2 separate regions of the Mus musculus genome follow, and region 2 is linked to region 1. A link is a contact called in public HiChIP or PLAC-seq data. All regions are on one chromosome and are shown on one strand. Each heading gives the region's core, a stretch centred on a gene start, on an enhancer-like site or on the middle of the called end of the contact. The rest is flanking DNA. Distances are from core to core; before and after follow the strand shown. Region 1 has its middle 17 kb from the start of Gm4285. Region 2 holds the start of Nufip1 (nuclear fragile X mental retardation protein interacting protein 1).

Region 1 (6,887 bases), core at 1,232-3,731:
TTCACAGCTCTGGCTTCCCTGACATGTAGACCTTTTTTTTTTTTTTTTAAGATTTATTTGCTGGGCAGTGGTGGCGCATGCCTTTAATCCCAGCACTTGGGAGGCAGAGGCAGGCAGATTTATTTCTGAGTTCGAGGCCAGCCTGGTCTACATGTCCTGAGTTCCAGGACAGCCAGGACTATACAGAGAAACCCTATCTCGAAAAACCAGAAAAAAAAAAGATTTGTTTATTTATTATATAAGTACACTGTAGCTGTCTTCAGACACACCAGAAGAGGGCATCAGATCTCATTACAGATGGTTGTAAACCAGCATATGGTTGCTGGGATTTGAACTCAGGACCTCTGGAAGAGCAGTCAGTGCTCTTAACCACTGAGCCATATCTCCAGCCGCTGATATGTAGACCTTAAGATGATTTGTCGTCTTAGGATTTCATTGCTGAAGAGACACCATGACCAAGTGTACTCTTATAAAGGAAAGCATTTAATTGAGGCTGGCTTACAGTTTCATGAGCATCATGGTGGGAAGCATGGTGGAATGCAGGCAGACATGGAGATAGAGAGGGACCTGAAAGTTCTACATCTTGATCCTCAGGCAGCAGAAGGGAACTTTGTGCCATACTGGGCATAATGTGGGCATAGGAGACCTTAAAGCCCATCCCCATAGTGACACACTTCCTCCAACAAGGCCACACCTTTTAATAATGCCACTGGCGATGGACCAAACATTCAAACACATGAGTCTGTGGGGGCCATAACTCAAAATCTATCTTGCCCCACCAAAAGAATTAAGGAGTTTTGTTTCACAGATGATCAAAGACTGGGCCGGGTGTTGGTGGCGCCCACTTAATCTCAGCACTTGGGAGGCAGAGGGATGCAGACATCTATGAGTTTGAGACCAGCCTGGGCTACAAAATGAGTTCTAGGACAACCAGGGCTATCCTGTCTCAAAAAAAGGATAATATCATTGAGGGGGTTGGGAAGTTGAAGCCGCAGTGGATGGATCACATACACTGAGCAAAAGTTCAGATCCCCAGAATGCAGGTAAAAGCTAAGAAGGCATGATGGCTGCCTGTAATCCCAGCACTCAGGAGACAGAAGTAGTGGGATCTCTGTGAGTTTGAAGCTAGCCTGATGTGGTGGTTTGAATAGGTATGGCCCCAGCTGTCCTGGAACTCATTATGTATACCAGACTGGCCTCGAACTCAGAAATCCTCCTGTCTCTGCCTCCCAAGTGTTGGGATTAAAGGCATTGCCACCCCTGCTGGGTCCCAAACATTTTTTTTAAAGATTTATTTATTATATGTAAGTACACTGTAGCTGTCCTCAGATACTCCAGAAAAGGGCATCAGATTTCGTTACGGATGGTTGTGAGCCATCATGTGGTTGCTGGGATTTGAGCTCGGGACCTCTGGAAGAGCAGTCGGCGCTCTTAACCACTGAGTCATCTCGCCAGCTCACCCCAAACATACTTTTTGAAAAACCGAATGAGGAAATGAATAATGAAGTCTAGGCAACTGTACCCTCCACCCACGGGTGATCTCAACATTTGAATAAACGATCGTGTGCTTGCTTTTCTTCTTCGAGTGTTTTGCTTATTATTGTTCTAATTAAAGGCAATTTTCTAAAACGCCGGTGTTTGAACCAAGGGCCTCTTGTGCAGCTGCCATGCCACGAAGCTACCCTCCAGCACGAATTCTTAATTCATTTGTTTATGTGCTCGTGTATTAATAGATTCAATTGCTAAACACTCTCTCAGCAGCAGATCTGCAGTACTGGCTGAGCTCGCCATAGCAAACACCTTTTCTTTCTCTGTATTCCGAAGCAGTGGGAATGCATAGCTGGAGTGAAGCATTAGAGAGCGCTGCAGTTGTAGTTCCGCAGTGTGTCCGGCAGATGGCGATGCCGAGATCACCGAGTGCGGTCCTCAAAGCTGAAGGTAGGAAGGATCTGATCGGTTTCCAAATGCTGGATGGAAAATCAGAGCAGAACTTGAAGAGAGGCAGAAGGATTTGGAGAGGTTTTTTTAAAAAAAGACGGATTTCTGGCAGGCACCCCCAAAGGTTCTAGTCCCGCAGGAATCAGGCGGTCTCTGGGCTCTCTTCTGAGGATGCTCCCGCAAATTAAGAGGTCTGGGACCCACTGGCGGGAATTTCTAGGTCCTACTCAGCTGACTGGGTGAGGAAGAGATGCCTCTGGTTCCACTCTGAGTCTCTTATTTATCTCTGTGACTTTTCCGTGTGTCCCCGCCCCACCGCCACTAGCAGAGCGTAGGTGATAAAGATGATGCTGTTCCGTCTGCCGCCCAAGTTTGCTTCAAGGCTGAAAGGGTATCCGGCTGTTGGCAGCGAGGATTTAAGACTGGTCTACTCTGAATCAAAGGCAGGTGTGGCTGTTTTAAGAGTTCTCTCTGTTCCTGTGGAGCGGAACACCATCCAGTCTTGTGATTTGAGAACTGGCAACAACAGGAGTTGGCGCAGGGCCATAGCTGGGCTATCTGTACTTCCGCTGCCTCCCTGCCTGCCCAGCCGCTGTCGCCACTCCTCGCCACTGCTGCACGTGGGGGTGGTTCCTACTCTTCTTTGGGGTCATCGTTACCATATTATCCAAAAGATAAGGCTTAAAAGAAGGAAAATATCTAGAGTAATAATAAAGAATGGCATTGTTATATCGACTGGAACGCTCCACATAGTTACTCAACGCTAACACCTTCTTAAAGGGATTGTTCAAAGGGGTTGAAGGGTTAGGGATGCTACAGTAAGCAAGGATGCATTCTACGGAGAGGCCGCGGAGCACAATCACAGAAACTGGATTTTTTTTTTTGTCCTATTTAATGCTGTGTGTCATGCAAGGTCTCTCCAAAGAGGTGCCATTGAGCAGAGACTTAGCTGGTGAGAAGTGCCACCACACTGAGACCTGGGAGGAGGGCTCCTGTAGAGAGGAGAGGCAAGTTGTCAAGAAGAACCGGGCAGAGGCTGATGCGTAAGGGGGTGAGGGGGCTGACCTGGCGACGTGCTGGACAGGCAGGGAGCCGGAGGGGAGGAACTCCGGACTGAGTGGTCAAGCCTGCTTGTCCAGCTCTGTCCTGGCCTCACCCTGAGGCAGGAGCTATTTGCTTTTCCCCTGGGAAAATGTCACCAGGGCAGATGGGACTCTGGAGTAGTGATGGAAAGTTTTGGAAAACAGATGTGCACAGCGGAAGTTGGGTATTATATAACAGTTTTGTGCACCGAGGTAAGGCGGACTGAATGGCGGCTTCCATTTGGTTTCCTTCCGAACATGCCCCTTGTGTTCCTATGTCTGTTGCTGCTTTTAATCGGTCACTGTTTGCACCGACACTCCACACTGTCCACTCTGCCCGGTTCTGTTCTTCACTGGCCTTCCTCAACCCACTCTCCTAGCTCTCCTCTCTCCTAGCTCAGCAGGGAACTGTCTGAGCTGCTCTGCCACAGCTCTCAGCCAGTAAGTCTCAGGTTTCTAGGTCAAGTGAAATTAGAGCCCCATATTTCCTTTTGTGTAAAGGGCTATCTCTAGCTCGCACCCAGGGCCTCCCCTTCTGTGCATTAAATGATGCCAGCGGAGCTTTCCAGTCATATTTGAGCCAATGTTTCCCCTTCAAAGACTTCCCTGGGACTAGGGAGGTGTCCTGATCAGATATTCAGTGATACACACAAGTTATGATTATACTTTATCCTGGGAAATTACAAAGAAATGCCTTTGTCTTTAGTTTCAAAAAGAGCACACTTTCTTTAGGACTCAGTTGAATGACCCTTGCCCTCACACCTCTCCCTAGATACTGCCAGGAGGAGAATTTTGCCCAGTTTGTTCCTTTCAGATATGGGTCTAATAAGCCTTGTGCTGGCTAGTTTTATGTCAACTGGACACAAGTTAAAGCCACCTGAAGAGGAGGGAACTTCAATTGAGAAAATGTGTTCATAAAATGGGGCTCTAGGCAGGCTGTAGGGCATTTTCTTAATTAGTGATTGATGGAGAGGGCCCAGCTCATTGTGGGTGGTGCCATCCCTGGGCTGGTGGTCTTGGGTTCTATAAGAAAGCAGGCTGAGAAAGGCATGGAGAACAAGTCAGTAAGCAGCCCCCCTCCATGGCCTCTAAGTCAGCTCCTGCCTCCAGGTTCCTACCCTGTTTGAGTCCCTGTTCTGACTTCCTTCAGTAATGAGCAACGATATGGGAGTGTAAGCTAAACAAACCCTCAACTCCCCAAGATGCTCTGGTCGTGGTGTTTTATCACAGCAGTAGTAACTCTAGACACTGCCTGGAAGAGAATCTGGCCCAGTTTGTTCCTTTCAGTCATATGCTTGCATAAGTCCCAACTGTGAGTCAAGCACTGGGGCCAAAACTAGGTCTTTGAACTTTAGGAAGTCAAAACAGAAATACATTCCAGATTCTATAAAATCTTCCTACACATGCTACCGGCTTGATCATCCTCTCTACCTAGGGAAGCAGGTGGAATGGGTTAAGAGGTTAAAGGTCACTGATGTTGCTTGCTTAGAAAAGGGGAGCCATTTGTTCAGGGTCACACTGGTTCCAATTCCAGGAAGAACTGGGTCTAACCCAAGCCTTTGACTCTGATTTTATCCCTCTGGAATTTTAACTGGACTACAGAGCTTGGGCTGTCACTCCAAAGGCCAATGGGCAAAGACAGGGACTGAATCTTTAAGTTGTGCCTCATTCTGAGACCCAGGAACTGAAGAGGGCAGCAGATTAATCTCCCCAACCTTGTGTGTGTGTGTGTGTGTGTGTGTGTGTGTGTGCATGTTAGAGGTCTTCTCTGTCTGCTTTCTACCTAATTTTTAAAAAAAAATATTTATTTAATGTATGTGAGTACACTGTCTCTGTCTTCAGACACACCAGAAGAGGGCATCAGATCCCATTACAGATGGTTGTGAGCCACCATGTGGTTGCTGGGAATTGACCAGGACCTCTGCAAGAGCGGTCAGTGCTCTTAACTGCTGAACCATCTCTCCTGCCCCTCTACCTCATTTTTTTTTTAGACTTTATGTATGAGTGTTTTTTCTGCATATGTGTGCACCACATGCATTGCCTGCTGCTGATGAGAAGAGGGCATAACTGGATACCTTGAAACAGGAGTTAGAGATGGTTATGAACTACTACATGGGTGCAGGGAATTGAACCCAGGTTCCCTAAAAATAAACCCCCAAACCAAAAATTACTCTTAATCACTGAGACACCTCTTTCCCTTTTCCGTCTGTCTGTCTGTCTGTCTGTCTATTTTTGAGAGTATTTCTCACTGAACCTCTATCTTACCAATTGGCTAGACAGGCTGGCCAGCAGGCTCCAGATCCTCCTGTGCCTACATCCCAGTTCTGGGGTTATTAGATGCACACTGGCATGCCCAGCTGGGGGGGTTTGTACTTAGGCACTCATGCATATGTATCTCTGCGTGCAATGAGTGCATGTGTGCATGTATCTGTGTCGATATGTATGTTCATGTGACTCTGTGTGTGTGTGTACACATATGTGCATGTATGTGTGTCAGTATGTATGTCTATGTGTGTTCATGTGACTGCTGGGTTGTGTGTGTGCATATGTGCACATATCTGTGTCAGTATGTATGTCTTTGTGTGTTCATGTGACTGTTGGGGTGTGTATGTGTGCATATGTGCATGTATCTGTGTGTGCATGGGTGTATATGTATGTGTGTATCTGTATGTGTCTATGTTAGGGGGAGGGTACAACAATGGATGACAAAAGTCAGTCATTTCAGAGGTCAGTCTTGCCCTTCCATTTGGGCAGTCCACCACATTTTGAGACTTGTGGTGTTTTTCTCCACATCATCTCTTGTACTCTTCATTAATTTTCTGGATATCTGGACTTACACACTTCTTGAAGTGTCTCAGACCTGTCTACAAGTATGAGTCTTGTATTCCTCCTCTGGACTAGGGTAAGAGGCATATGACACCCTGACCAGGTGTGGTGGCACACGCCTTTAATCCCAGCACTTTGGAGGCAGAGGCAGGTGAATTTCTGTGAGCTTGAAGCCATCCTGGTCTATCTATTGAGTTGCAGAATAGCTAGAGCTAAGTAGAGAGATGCTGCCTGGGGGTGGGGGTAGGGGGTAGAGGGAGAAGAGTGAACTTGGAACACAGAAACCATTAAACCAATATTGAGTTGATAAGGGAAGTTTCCACTTTAAAACAAACAAACAAATAAATATTAATTTATTTATTATTTCTATAGATATTTTGTCTGCATGTATGTCTATGTACCATGTGCATATGTGGTACCTGTGGAGGCCAGAAGAGGGTGCTGGATTCTCTGGGGCTGGAATTACAGGTAACAGAGCTATCATGTGGGTAAATGGGTTCTTTGGAAGAGAGCAGAATTTAGTTGTCTGCCTGTGAGTGATGTTCTGGCAACTTTCCCCCCCCCCCCCCCTTCAAGACAGGGTTTTTCTGAGTTGCCTTGGCGGCCCTGGAACTCACTCTGACCACACTGGTCTCAAACTCACAGAGATCCTCCTGTCTCTGCCTCCCAAATACTGAGATTAAAGGTGTTCATCACCACCACCCACCTTGTTCTGGTGCCTTCAAAGCTCAGGGGCTTTGTTGTTGGCATTTATAACTTCTACAGATTGTCAACAGACAACAGTCATACACGTTTCATAAGGAGCACATAAAACAACTGTAACAATGGACTTTTGTCAACTTGACACAATCTAGCGTCACCTGGGCAGAGAGTCCCCATGGGGAGTCTTTAGAACAGACAGGCCCTGGAGCATGGCTGGGAGGGATTGTCTTGATTACATAATCGAAAGGGGACAGCCTAGCTTAGAGGCGGGCAGCCCTGATCCTTAGGGTTGGGTCCTGAGTTGTGTAAGAGAAACTAGGGCAGGAAGGAGACACTCCT
Region 2 (7,103 bases), core at 3,206-5,705, 280 kb before region 1:
AGTACAAGCTCTTGACTGCTGAGCCACCTTGTCAGCATCCACAGACAGGATCATTTTAAGAAGCATGGTATGGGAAAACCAACACACAACTTGCAAGTGCAAGAATCAGTTCTGAGCAGGCAACTCATTCTTTCTAATCTTGTCAGGAGAAGTTAATATTTATCTATTTTGCATGGTTTGAGACTAAAATAGTGTAAGAGATATAAAACTTCCTTACAAAGTAGAAAACCCTGCATGGATATTACTAATTGTTAGCATACACAGAGAAACATTTTAAAAGGGTGAAAAAGGCCATAAGAACTTACATTTCTCCAATGGAACTGGACAATCTTCTCATGTGCACTAAAGGAGCAATCTACTTCAGGGCACTGAAAAGTTTAACAGCAAAAGGATAGTTAAATGATCCACACCACCAGGGGTCTCCAGACTCTGGTCTAACAATTATTCCACCTGTGCTACACCCTTCTTTCATTCTTAGGCCACTAGCAAACAAGATCACTCTGACACAGAGCTGCACTTAGAAAGGACTGGCATCCCCGTGGTGAGCAGCGCAACCACCAGTCTCACTTCCTTCTCAGTTTGAGTGAAGCTAAAATGTTCCTCATTCCGAACAGTGACAGGCACTCCTCAGAATGAATCTATCCAAACCAAGAAGCTCCTTTGAAAAACAAACACAAAACCTTTTCAAGCATTCTAAATGGCTTACATTTTAAAATCACTTAGCGTCTGGTCTGTATTTAGAGGACAGCAAGTAATGACACATCACAAGGTACAGCTGCAGGTCAAGACAGCTACAGAGGGCTGGCACTCAGAGTCTCTCCTAGGGTGACCACATGGGAGGCACAGCTCTCTTCCCTCCCAGGTAGCCATGGAGGGGCACATATGCAAATGCTGCCACAGGCCCTCCTCTCCATGAAGCAGTGGGCTCCCCACCCCAAACCCCAAGTACTGTCCCCATGCAGCAAGTCAGCAAACATTTCTTTAAAATCTAACTTATGAGGAAAGTAAGTTTACCAAAAATACAAACTAAAGGCCATCTCTGTATCAGTTCAGAACAACCATGAAAACCTACTTTTGTATGTTCAGACATGTGTGTGTCATACTTTTCTTGATTTTTAAAGCCACGATCACAGGTATCACAGAAAAAATGGAAAACCGGTTCCTTTCTTTTCTGCAAAACAAAAGAAGCAGTTTAAGACTATGGTGGGAAATCTCCGTTTAACCAAACACAAAGACCCCAGGAATACATATTTGACTTGTTTTAAAACATACCCCTGGGGTGGGGAGGCTTCCTTTAAAAAAAAATCAATATAGCAAAATTCAAGCACAATAGGCAAAATTTAAATCTAAAAAGAGCTAACGCAAACTCTAAATAGATTTCAAGTTGGAGACCTAATGAAGATTCGGTACAGCACCTGTCACGTTCCAGAAGTACTCATATCTCATAGAGGATGTTACTAGGCTAGAAACTGACATAGAAGTACTCTCCGTTTTTTAAATATTATGCTACTGTTAACATTAAATGGACTGTTCATTGATAAGTTGTACTCCTGTAATACTTACAGTATGAGTTGCACAGCTTTCACAGTAAAAGGACACTAATTTCATGTTCTAGACACTAGTCAACTTACTCTAAACTAATTGTGTGACTTAAAGAAGAGGAAACCTGGTCTGTAAGTTAGGTTCAGGAAATAATAAAGAAAACCCGTGTTAATGTAGCATTTGCTTGTGAGGCATAACCAGGCATCATTCCTCATTTGAAAAAAAAAAGAAAAAAAGGTTGCCCAGTCAGAGAGAGGCCTCAGCGGGTAAAAGCACCTGCTGCCAAGCCTTAGGACCTGAGTTCAATTCCCCGGGACCCACATGGTAGGCTAACTGACACCTGCAAGGTATTTTCTTAACTCCACACATACACACCCATTCCCAACAGAAATAAATGTAAAATAAGAAAAAGGCTTTCATAACAATGACAAATACCCAGTATTGAAAAGATGAAAACCTTACAACCAGAACAAAAACATTAATAACACAATATATCCTGTCTGAATTTAAGACATGCACACAACTTGGGTAAATATAAACTCTCCTAAATTAGAAACATTAGATTATAGCTTGAATTTAACAAGAAAAAAAAAAAAAAGGAAGGGGGGCGCTCTGCTTTTATTTCACAGATTCTTCTACACTAAAAAGCAGCCAAGATTGCTGGGCATGGGGGCTCACACCTTTAATCCCAGCACTAGAAGGGAGGTAGAAGCAGGCTGAATCTGATCTACTAATTGAATCTAAGACAGCCAGGGATCTGTTAAACAGAGAAATCCTGTCTCAAAAAACAGCAAGATGCCGGGCGTGGTGGCGCATGCCTTTAATCCCAGCACTCGGAAGGCAGAGGCAGGTGGATTTCTGAGTTCGAGGCCAGCCTGGTCTACAAAGTGAGCTCCAGGACAGCCAGGGCTATACAGAGAAACCCTGCCTCGAAAAAACAAACAAACAAACAAACAAAAAAAACAAAAAACAAAAAAAAACAAAAACCAAAAAACAGCAAGATTATGAAAAATAAAAGATTTGTTATTACAATTTGGCTTGGCTTCCAACTCAGTTAAGAAAAACTTGGGATTCCCAGTCTTCTCCTAAAGTTCCAGCTGTCAGTCCCAATCTTCATAGTTTTTTGAACTAGTGGTTCTCAAACTTCCTAATGTTGTAACCCTTTAATACATTCCTCATGTTCTGGTGACCCCCCCAACCCTAAAATTACTTTCGCTGCTACTTTATAACTGTAATTCTGCTGCCGTCACGAACTGTAACGTAAACATCTGGTATGCAGCATATCTGATCCGCAATCCCTGTGAACGGGTTCTTCAACCCCTAGGTTTTAAATAAACTTCACTGGTTTTAACACTCACATTTATTTGTAAGCATAACCCCTACTAAGTCTGTACCAAGACAGTTGTTTGTTTTTTGTTTTGTTTTGTTTTTTGTTTTGTTTTGTTTTTTCGAGACAGGGTTTCTCTGTGCAGCCCTGGCTGTCCTGGAACTCACTTTGTAGACCAGGCTGGCCTCGAACTCAGAAATCCACCTGCCTCTGCCTCCCGAGTGCTGGGATTAAAGGTGTGAGCCACCACCGCCTGGCACCAAGACGGTTTTAATGTTCTTTCTTTTCCTATAATTTCATCATTTATTTTTCAATACTATTTTGTTTCAACATTTTACTTATAATTAAGTTCCTTAAACATACTACCCAAGTAAAGCTCTCCATGTCCACCACAGATGTGAAACACTGACAGTTACAACTTAATATATAGAGCAGTAACATTCAAGTTCAAAAGGCCACATTTATCATCTTGGAATTACCTTCGTTTTCTGTTTTCTGTTTTGAGGCAAATTGAATTTTGCATCATGTGATCGTGGAAAATAAGAATGTGTAACTAAAAAAGAAAAGAGGGTTTCATTTAAGATTGCAAAGGTACAATTGTTTATTGATCATTTTTTTCTTAGATTAAAAACAAAAACTGTGTAGGTAGCATGGAGTGCAGGTACTCTTGGAGGCCAGAAGAAAGCTATCGGCTCCTCTGAGGCTGGAGTTACAGGCAGTTGAGAGCCCAGTGTGGATGTTGAGAACCGAGCTTTGGTCCTCTGCAAGAGCAATAGAGTCTCATCGCCAACCCATTTCTCCACCTCCCCCCCAATCAATCCTTTTCTAATGCATACATACAATCATTACTTCCTAATACCTAGTTTTATCTCCTGTATCGCGTCTTCCTACACTGAGGGGATAGGAAGCTCTCAAAAGGTATGGATTTTTGTATGTTTTGTTTACTGCTATGCAAGTAGTCCCCAGTTTTATAGTTGGGTTAAATTAATAAAATTTTGGATGAGCAGGTGGCAGGAAACCTAGTGAGACACATTTTGAATACTCATTACCAGCCTCCAAAACTACAGCGCAAAGCTGAGAGATAAAAAGAGAAAGCTGGGAGAGGAAAGAAAGAGAAAGTAAAGTAGGGCCACTAGGAACTGCAGCTTACCCGGAGATTGGTAAGACGTGTGGTACGTGGAAAAACCATTAGGAGACAATCCCCAGTACCAAGGCGTGGAGGCTTGCAAATTCCAGGCCTGCTGGCCGCTGAACTGAGATTGAGCATCGGGCGGAGCCTGGGCATCGAAAGGAGGCTGCGCCGCGGGAAGAATCTGAGCATCGAACGGTGGAAGCGCTCCGGAGGGAGGCTGGGGCAGCACGTGAGGCTGTCCCTTCCGGCTCTGCTCCGAGCCCGCCACTGGGGACGACAGAGGAGGTGGTGGCGGCGGCAGCATGGCCCAGTACACCCAGTTGTCCCGCGGCGGCGCAGCTTCGCTCGGAGTCCCGGGCGCGGGAGTCAGATCCGGGGCCGAAGGCCACACGGCGGGTGCCGGTTCAGCCATGCCACCTAGCAAGCAGCGAGCCCAAAGTGCAACTGTGGAACTATCATTAAGCGTCACTTCCGTTACAGTAATCTGGCCAATGAGCCCATCGCGGGCTTACGTCATCAGACAAAGCCGGAAAAACCTTCGGGCCTTGCAGCAAATCCTGGTCTACACCGTCCAGCCTGGGTTTAGCTAAACTGCGTGTGCAGGTTGGCTTGGGCTTTGAGCGACTGTGCGTCGCAGCGAATGGCTAGGGACCTGATCGGGCCGGCACTGCCGCCAGGCTTCAAGGAGCACGCGACAGTTGAGGACGAGGAACGGGACCCGAGCCCGGGTAAGCAGCAGCGGGCGTCTGCACTCCCGGGAAGGACTGGCGACCACCGTGGAGTGGGCGCGGTCCGCCCTGGGGGAAAAGCTGGGCAACGCCTGAGTGTTTGGGACCCGATCATCGTTAAAATGACTATACAGTCCCAATTTGCTATTATTACGAATAGGACTGTGCTAACTGATCAATCTTCGTCCGGTCGTCTGTTTAACCCTTCCATCAACTGTATAAGAAAAGATGATGGATGGTGCATGTGTTACAAATGATGACAGCGGCTGATGAATCGGTGCCTAAGACACGCAGCTAGTCCGTGATGAAGCCCAAGTTAGAACCTAGTATCTCTATATCTTCAGATTTACAAGACTCTTGCCAAAGATCCTGTGCCTCTCTCCTCCCCGGCCTGACTTCCCGACCTCATTCTATCATTCCATCTTACACAGCAGCCCAGTGCCCACACAGTTCGAGTTTATGCTTTGACGATAGACTTTTGGGGGTGCTATGGTTGTACTTAAATGCCTGACAAAACGTCCTTCATATACCAGTTTAAGCGTCACCTTCCCGAGCATTGTCACGTCTTCCTCCGGGTTTTCCTCTCCCCAGTTACGCTAATATTTAACACATTCTGTTCAACTAATTTGTGGATATCTCAGTCTCCACCAATTCACTGTGTCTTGCAACCTTAACATGCATCTATGCCACATCAATACCTCGCACACTCTTTCATGCTTTTCCGGCTTTAGTGTTTGTTCCAGTTTGAAGGCCGGCGCTGACTCTACTTGGGAAAGAACAAAACTGACAGAATGTTGATCTGACTTTGTTTTTCTGGCTACCCAGAGACTATGTCTCCGGCAGATTCTTCCTTCCAGATCTTATTTCTAGTGCCGTTATTTTTAAAAATTCCCTTTATTCTTTGTTTTAGGAAGGAAATTTCTACCCAGTTAGGTTGAAGAAGTATGAGTGAATTCAATTTGGTAAATCCCCTGCAATTTCTTTACCTATTGTACAGGTAACAGACATTTGGGTAGATTCTGGTTTTGTTTTTGTTTTTAACTCTTACAAAGAGTGCCACTATGCACTGTGTATGTGTGTGCATGTGTATCTATCTGTCTGTCCGTCTATCTATCTCCTCTGTTATACACCCTCAGTTTCAGAATCCTACCAGTTTACCAAAGCCCTCAGTGAGTATAGGAGTTCTGATTGTTCCATGTTCTCCCTAATCATTTTCCTCTGTCTTTTCAATCTGGTGTTTTGAAGCCATATTTTGTAGTAATTTAAACTTGTATTTTCTTGTGAGAAATTAAATTGAACACTTTTCTAATTTTTTATTATCTTTTTACCACTGTGCTCTGATAGTCTTTTGCTTATTTCTTATTGAAATTTCTTTTGTCTTCTTGATCTGTAGTTTGTAAAATTGGCATACACAGCATTAGGTTCCATTATTTATATTCATGTGTTTGTGTGTGGGTATGTGCGTGTGAATGCAAGTACCTGAAGAGAACAGGAGTTGTGTGGACCCTTGAAACTGGAGTTACAGGCAGTTGGGAGCCTCCAGATGTGGGTGCTGAGATCTGAACTTGGGGCCTCTGCAGTGTACACTCTTAACTGCTGCCTGAGCCATCCTTAAGACCGAATTATGTCATTTTTTAAACAAAACTTTTTGTTAATTCTTCTTCCCACCCCCTCTTATCTCTTTTAGCCTTCAGGCATCTCCCATAACCTCCTTTCCCCTTCTGTGTCTCATGTGTGTCCCCTATTCTTCAATACCTCTTTTAACCCCCTCATAATCTCTTTTCTAGTTTCATAGCTTATATCCGTACTCAGCCCACTTAATATGCACTTGTATGAACATCAGAGAGGACTGTGTATTTGCCTTTCTGAAACTGGGTCACCTCACTATAGAACACTTTCCAGTTATATCCACTTTTCTAGAACTTTTGTGACTTCATTTTTATTTACAGCTGAGTAAAATCCCACTGTGTATTTTACACCATATTTCTGCTATCCATTTATCTGTTGATGGACATTTAGACTGGCTTCATTTCCTTCCTCTGTGTTGTGACTAGGGCATCAGTAAACACAGATATGCAGGTGTTGCTATTGCTGGTTAGTGGTCTTTTTGTCAGCTTGACATAAGCTTTTGGTCATAATTTTTCATCACAGCAATAGTAACCCTAACTAAGGCACTAGGTTTTTTCTTTCATGTTATCATAAGATATTTATTGGATCTATTACATTCGCTATTTTAAAGCATACTTTTCAGTGGCATTAGTTATATTCATACTGTTTGTGTAGCTGCCACTACCACTTCATCTCTGGAATTGAAAGTTGAGCAACAACCCCCCATATCTCCCTGCCCACAGTTCTTAATAGTTGCTGTTCTGTA

What was found. HiChIP or PLAC-seq counts read pairs in DNA pulled down with a chosen protein or histone mark.
Region 2: an H3K4me3 HiChIP or PLAC-seq map of bone marrow-derived macrophages shows a contact between it and region 1, with 5 times the contacts expected there. The contact joins the promoter of Nufip1 here to the enhancer-like site in region 1. A contact is called at or near these places in 1 of 39 promoter capture datasets (the C10 cell line), 2 of 484 Hi-C or Micro-C datasets (B cells and the N1E-115 cell line), 14 of 115 datasets of contacts at active chromatin or transcription factors (T-cell acute lymphoblastic leukemia, bone marrow-derived macrophages, double positive thymocytes and 8 more) and 2 of 9 other capture datasets (adipose tissue and liver).

The regions. Positions count from the first base shown.
Region 1 is chr14:75,824,620-75,831,506 of GRCm38.p6, reverse strand. No RefSeq gene overlaps it. Among named protein-coding and RNA genes, the nearest start is that of Gm4285, 17 kb to the left of the region's middle. Within about 2 kb of position 2,481, at least 147 of the 459 cell types and tissues checked have an H3K27ac peak or open chromatin away from gene starts, as enhancers often do. A contact at or near this core is called in B cells, the N1E-115 cell line, adipose tissue and 5 more, where this site is marked.
Region 2 is chr14:76,108,243-76,115,345 of GRCm38.p6, reverse strand. It overlaps Nufip1 (nuclear fragile X mental retardation protein interacting protein 1), which reads right to left and starts at 4,455. Exons shown (of 10, transcript NM_013745.5): 1 at 4,020-4,455; 2 at 3,349-3,422; 3 at 1,073-1,171; 4 at 306-368. The coding sequence starts at 4,413. Gpalpp1 (GPALPP motifs containing 1) reads left to right here and starts at 4,531. Exons shown (of 8, transcript NM_026177.3): 1 at 4,531-4,729. The coding sequence starts at 4,642.